2 separate regions of the Mus musculus genome follow, and region 1 is linked to region 2. Evidence: chromatin contacts called from public Hi-C data. All regions are on one chromosome and are shown on one strand. The core of a region is the stretch at or near the end of the contact, and the rest is flanking DNA. Distances in the headings are between cores, read along the strand shown.

The links. A called contact is a pair of places that touch in the nucleus more often than the background predicts.
Region 1: a Hi-C map of bone marrow-derived macrophages shows a contact between it and region 2, with 1.9 times the contacts expected there. The contact joins two enhancer-like sites. A contact is called at or near these places in 3 of 15 datasets of contacts at CTCF or cohesin (the G1E-ER4 cell line, the NIH/3T3 cell line and pro-B cells), 59 of 484 Hi-C or Micro-C datasets (3T3-L1-derived adipocytes, the AML12 cell line, B cells and 37 more) and 8 of 115 datasets of contacts at active chromatin or transcription factors (Th17 cells, bone marrow-derived dendritic cells, bone marrow-derived macrophages and 4 more).

What each region holds. Positions count from the first base shown.
Region 1 is chr4:53,462,870-53,465,853 of GRCm38.p6, forward strand. The region is part of intron 1 of Slc44a1 (solute carrier family 44, member 1); the gene reads left to right. Among named protein-coding and RNA genes, the nearest start is that of Slc44a1, 24 kb to the left of the region's middle. Within about 2 kb of position 1,637, at least 9 of the 459 cell types and tissues checked have an H3K27ac peak or open chromatin away from gene starts, as enhancers often do. A contact at or near this core is called in 3T3-L1-derived adipocytes, beige adipocytes, bone marrow-derived macrophages and 1 more, where this site is marked.
Region 2 is chr4:53,383,530-53,386,524 of GRCm38.p6, forward strand. The region is part of intron 2 of Gm12496 (a long non-coding RNA gene); the gene reads right to left. Among named protein-coding and RNA genes, the nearest start is that of Gm12496, 19 kb to the right of the region's middle. Within about 2 kb of position 1,317, at least 72 of the 459 cell types and tissues checked have an H3K27ac peak or open chromatin away from gene starts, as enhancers often do. A contact at or near this core is called in 3T3-L1-derived adipocytes, beige adipocytes, bone marrow-derived macrophages and 1 more, where this site is marked.

The DNA of each region.
Region 1 (2,984 bases), core at 387-2,886, 80 kb after region 2:
CTGATAAGTGCTTGGTAGTTCAGGCCTGTCCCCGAGGGTTGTGCCGCAGAGGCAAACACAGACAGTAAGAGTGTGACAGTTCTGGGAATCACGGGGCCGGGGGGCTGGGTAACTGTGGGAAGTCTCCAGTTGCTTGCTCACATGTCCGTCCGGTGTGAACCCGAGCTCTGCTCTGGCCTTGGTCCCCCACCCTCAGCAGAGTCAGTGTGGTGTGTTCAGATGTCTTGTCACATCATGGAAGAACAATCTTGTGTGTCGTCAGGGGGTCGGACAAGTCCAGCCACTCAAAGCCCTGTCATTCTCAGTGTCCTTGATCTGCAGACACGGCTCTATAAATCTCTGGAACAAGTTTTCCCAACTTAGCTGTAGGTCTGCAGTAAAATAAAGCCCACTTGTCCGCTTCATCTTCTCCAGATTCTTGCTGCATTTGTGGTGATTAAGGTGACAGCCTCAAGAGGCACAGTCGTAAGCTGTCAATTCGTTCATCATCTCATACAGCGAGCCTGATTCATTCATTCAGTGAGTAGACACTGAGCATTTTCATGTGCTAGAAACTGTTTTACATTCTTGGGATATAACACAGAATACCTAGGTGATCTTCCAGACTACAAAGATCTATGACTAGGTAAGATACCGTAATTTAGCTAACAAAGATGTTCACTGTATGGAGAGAAGCGAGGTATGAAAGAGGGTGAGCGTCGACCATAGTGTGTGTGTATGTGTGTGTGAGTGTGTTCATGAAAAGCCTCCCTGAAATGAAGAGACAAACTAGGTTGATAGCCAGGAAAGGAAGGATAGTAAGTCAAAACGGAAGAGACAGAGCTGCGTTTGAGAGGGAGAAAGGGCAGTCAGAACGCCAGAGTGGCTGGGCAGCTTGAGGTCAGAGGTAGTGGGTACCAGGGACCTAGGATGCTTTACATCGTATAAAAACTTCATCTTTTCACGGCTGGAGAGATGTCTCAGTGGTTGGGAGCTATGACTGCTTTCAGAGGACCCACACTGGGTGTCTCACAACCCCTCTAACTCTGGCTCCAAGGGATCTAAGGCTGTCTTCTAGCTTTCACAGGTACCTGCGTGAACCTGGTACACACACATAGGAAAATAAATATTTTTTTAAAGAATGAAATTTTAATGTGTTTGAATTTGTAATGACTACGGACCTTTTTATATTCTATCTCATTCTCTACGCTATCTATCTATCTGTCTGTCTGTCTATCTATCTATCTATCTATCTATCTATCTATCTATCTATCTATCATCTATCTTTCTATCCACCTACCTACCTATCAGATATCAGAGTACCCTATAGTAAGCAGAAGATGGCATCAGTTCAAATTGTTTCTATGAGGGATTCAAATGTTTCTGCTACCATACTATGTAGGGAAGCCTAGAATAACTCCATATGTGCAGACTCAGGCACTGGAAACAATAGGGTTGATGGGAAAAGAGAGTTAGGGTAGGACACTAAACCAAGAAAGCTTAAAGAAAGTCCAGTAATTGCTAAAAGTACGAATGAATAAACAGCTGTCTAGAGTTATGCCTGTTGTTTATCTAGGCTCACACTGGGGAAGGTCTGTGTCATCTCATGTTATGGAATCCTGTGTCCTTTGAGAAGGAAGTCTTGCTTCTGATACATCATTTCATAAGAGGCAAAGGGCTGGTCTAGTGTACAGCCTGATTAGTTCAGACAGAGAGGAAGGCCTGGGCATCTCCTTCTGCATCTGCAGCCCACATTGAAAAGAAGTCAGTGTTCTGAAGCCACTGAGTTGGTCACCACATAAGCTCCGGGAAGTCATTTCTGTAGATCTCCAGCCATCCTCCCACCCAAGGTTGTCTTCTGTTGCCAATGCTTTCTCTTTAATAATAGTGAAAAAAACTTACCTCTGCTTGAACACATCAGCATGCTGGGAAAAATCTCCTGGGAGCCAGTGTGACCTTAGGACATAATGCTGACTGATGCCAGTTGGGTATGAGGCCGGAAACACTGTAGAGTCGACTGTACTGCTGCCCTCGTTGTTTCTTAGGTCTGACCTGCAGCTAGGATCAGCTTCTTTGCGATTCTTGTTCAAATAGATACTCAGGGATTGCAGATATGGTTCAGTTGTAACATACTGGTCTAGCAAACATGCAGACCTGGGGTTTTATTCCTAATACTGCACGTGAAGATATGTGGACATTTAGCAAGAAATACCATAACATTAGTTTAATAGTGTGAAGAGAGGTATAATAGTGTATATTTTTAAATCTAGCACTTGGGAGGCTGAGGCAGAACTGCAGGTTCAAGGCTAGCCTGGGCTATTTAGACTTCAAGGTTATTCTGGGTCATTAATGACTTGATATCTCAAAAACAAAAATAAAAATAAAACAAATGTGGAAAAAAAGCCCAACATCTGTTTTAAAAGCAATTTTAAAAAAATCACACATATACAAATAGTGTTGCGTTGGGGATGAAAATGGCTCAACTGTTTGGAGCACTGGCTGCTCTTTCAGAGGACATTTTAATTCCCAGCATTCACAATGGCAGCTTATAACTATCTGGAGTGCCAGTCCTTAGAATCTCATGCTCTCTGTTGGTCTCTACAGGCAGTGCACACACATGGTACACAGACAGTCTCTCAAACACGCATACACATAACATTAAATAAAATGTCAAAAAACCTTAACGTATTTAAATAAAACCCATTGCTACATCTTTAACAAGACTCACTTGTTAGGTAACTTAATGTCTTTGACAGTGAGGACTTAGTTTACGTTAGACATTTATACTGAGATTATTATCACCATTAACATTGTTCTAGAAGATTAATTAGTGCAGTAAGCCATAAAGCCAAAAACAAGAAGAATGACTGTAAGCGGTGAGTTAGGAAACAAAATCAACTACATTTATTAATAAGTTCTGTGGAACACAGTAGTCTGCATGTGTAGTTAAGTAAGAAGTTGTTTATTAAAGGAGTCATTGTGAATCAACAAACCATTTATTAGTT
Region 2 (2,995 bases), core at 67-2,566:
CAGTGAACTTTGAGTAAAACAGATTGCCCTCCATAATGTGAAGGTCAAGGGAAACAAACCCTCGTCTTTTAAAGCCAGCAGTCGACCTTCAGCTTTGAACTCCATGTCATACCAACACTCTGGGGTTTCCAGCCTGACACCTATCCTGTAGGATACACAGTGAGGTTTTGTCTCAATAAAAGAAGGGTCAGGGGGTTGTTCAATGAACTCTGGTATAGAGCAAACTAAGCCCTGAGCTGATCTCCAGCACAGCAGAGAGAGAGACATAGACAGAGAGAAGAAGAACAAAGGAAGGGAGCGAGGGAAGGAGGGAGGGAGGGAGGGAGGGAGGGAAGAAGGAAGGAAGGAAGGAAGGAAGGAAGGAAGGAAGGAAGGAAGGAAGGAAGGAAGGAAGAAAGGAAGCCATTTATAAATTGTAAGTTTGACTCAAATTCCAATTCTACAATCAGACAAACTATTTCCTGTTTCTTAGTCTCTGTCATGTGATAGGTAATATTGGGGTCTACCTCACAAGGTTGTCATGAGGAGGACATTCAAAAGTGCCTGGTCCCTCCTGCTTGACTTCTGAATGAATATTAAAAAACTGTCAAGTGAACATATGTTGTCCTGGTCCAGCATGAAACTGGATCAATAAACATAATCTCAATAATTCCCCCAAAATATAGCTCTTCAGGCCCTGCTAGTCTCTGAGGTGCTGGGCCTATGAAGTCAGAAGGCAGGGCTGTAAAGACGGAAGGCAGAGTTGTAAAGATGAAAGACAAGGCTGTAAAGACGCGGTTGAGCTTGCCTGGCTCACAGAAACCTTTAAGCCTTGTGTGGGGTACATGTGGGTCTATGCTCACCGCGGCAGGGGGGGGGACGGGGGGACTGGGGGGGTATTGAAGATAATTTTCTATGGAAACTGAAACAAGCTTTCTCTTCACCAGGACCTTCTCCAAGCTTCCAGGCTTCCAGGCTTCAGTCATGGGCCCTAGAGCTAACAGAGAGCTGGTTTCTGTACAATACTTCTGAGCTCCCAGCAAGCCTGGGTGAAAAATAAACTGGGCAGTGGAAGGTGCTGGTCTCCAATCAGCGATCTTCCCTGGTGGTCCCTGTTCCTTTTCCTGTCACTCATATGCCTTGCTGTGTGTGCTCATTTCTCCCTGTCACTAAGAGTTTTGGACGTAGGACTGTTGTGTTGAATGTTTGTTTACTTCCAAAGAAAAGAGACTCCTATACCAGGTTGGCATCAATATTTCCACAACTTCTACTTGCCCACATCTCAGAAAAGGTGGTTCACTCACAAGTACCTGTCTTATCAAAAGCAAACAGCAGAGGGCAGTATGGGTGCTCCTTTCTGGGACACAGTTCACTAGAGCCACAGTTGAGCGATGGGTTTTCTCTGGTTGCTTCAGAGAAATAAAGGAGGAAGACTCGCGAATGTGCCCATTTTCTGTTGTTGCACTGTATGCCTTGAAAAGACACCCCCTCCCCCCCATAGCTAATAGCTATGTAGGTCAGAAGTTCAGGGCTTGCACAATTGCATTCAGTGAGCATGCGTGGGTGTGGCTGCCTGGAAGGAGTGACCCAGGAAACTGTCATTCCACAGGGAACCGTAGGCATGGCTAGCCAACTCAACGGTGCCAGCTACTTCAGTCAAGAAAAACAAAAGGACGGGGTCCAAGTGCTACTGAAGACTGTAGGAGATCAGCTAAATTGGGGGTTTGCTGTGTTTACAAACTCTCCCCCAAGAGTTCCAGAAATGTGAGCTGAGAGAAAATTTTATTTGCTAGAGAACACAACTAAATGATAGCATGTGCCAGGTTCTGAGTTCAACACCCAACCCACTATGAGAAGAAAAAAAGGGGAAAGAGGAGGAAAGGAAGGGAAAGGGGAGGGAAGGGGAGGGAGGAGAAGGGAAGAAGGGAAGGAAGGAGAGAGAGAAGAGGAGGCAATTTAATTTTCTGTGACAAAATAGTATTGTCACACAGTGCGAAAGAGCGTTGGATTCATCAGTGTAGTTTTATTTCCTGATAATGATTAAGCAAAACAAAAACTTGTGACACTAGAATGTCTCTACTCTGTCCTGGACCCCTCAAGGCTACTCTTTCTTGTCCTGCCTAAGGTACTCTTGTAGGAAATGAACACCGTGGAACTTGAGAGCATCAAAGGCAGCCGCCCCTCCTCTGCCTTCAACTAAAGCAATCCACTTAAGCAAAACTGGACTTAGTGGCTCTATTCCAGTCTATTCCAGCATACAGCCTGAGACCCGTGCAGCCCATCTGCCTCTTCTTAGTCTCTAGCATGTTATATTTTGTTTTAAAGAGTAGAGGCAGCTGAAGGTAGGTCCGTGCTCCCTCATCATGGGGGACCTTTCTGACCACTTGTTTAAGGAGTCTGGAAGCCATACTCCTCTCCTGTCTGGTATTTAAGACTGTGGTTCTGAAGGTCCCAGTTGGGGAAGGAGTATGCTTACTGTATGCTTGGCTCCAGGATGTCAGAAGAATCCACGCATCTCTCCTGACTCATTGGGACCCAAGGTGCCAAGCAGCCACATGGAGAGCAGCTTGTAAATGGGTCCCTCGGAGAAAAGGAAGAGAGGATTCTCTTTCCACCCTTCTTGGTGACAGTCCCACTTACAGGACATGGCTGTTAATCTTCCATAGGAAGTAGATGCTAATTCGGGCAGAGAGTGAAGAAGATATTACAGTGAAAAAAAAATAACCTACTAGAAACTTTGTGGGGAAAGGCTTATTACTTTTGGGTAACTCTGAAACATTTCGTTGCCTGCTTGCTTCTGTGCCACCAGCTGGCTTCCCATGGACCATAAACCCTCCAGGCACATTTAGTGTAAAACTGGTATACGTCTTCACTCATTCACTCTGGTGGCCACAACTGGGACATGACTCCATAAAAAGAGGAAGAGTCCCAGGGCAGCCACCAAGTCACTCACTGATAGCTACCCATTACTTCCTCTCCGTGGATTGTGGCTGCACCCCTTACCTTCCTATCAGAC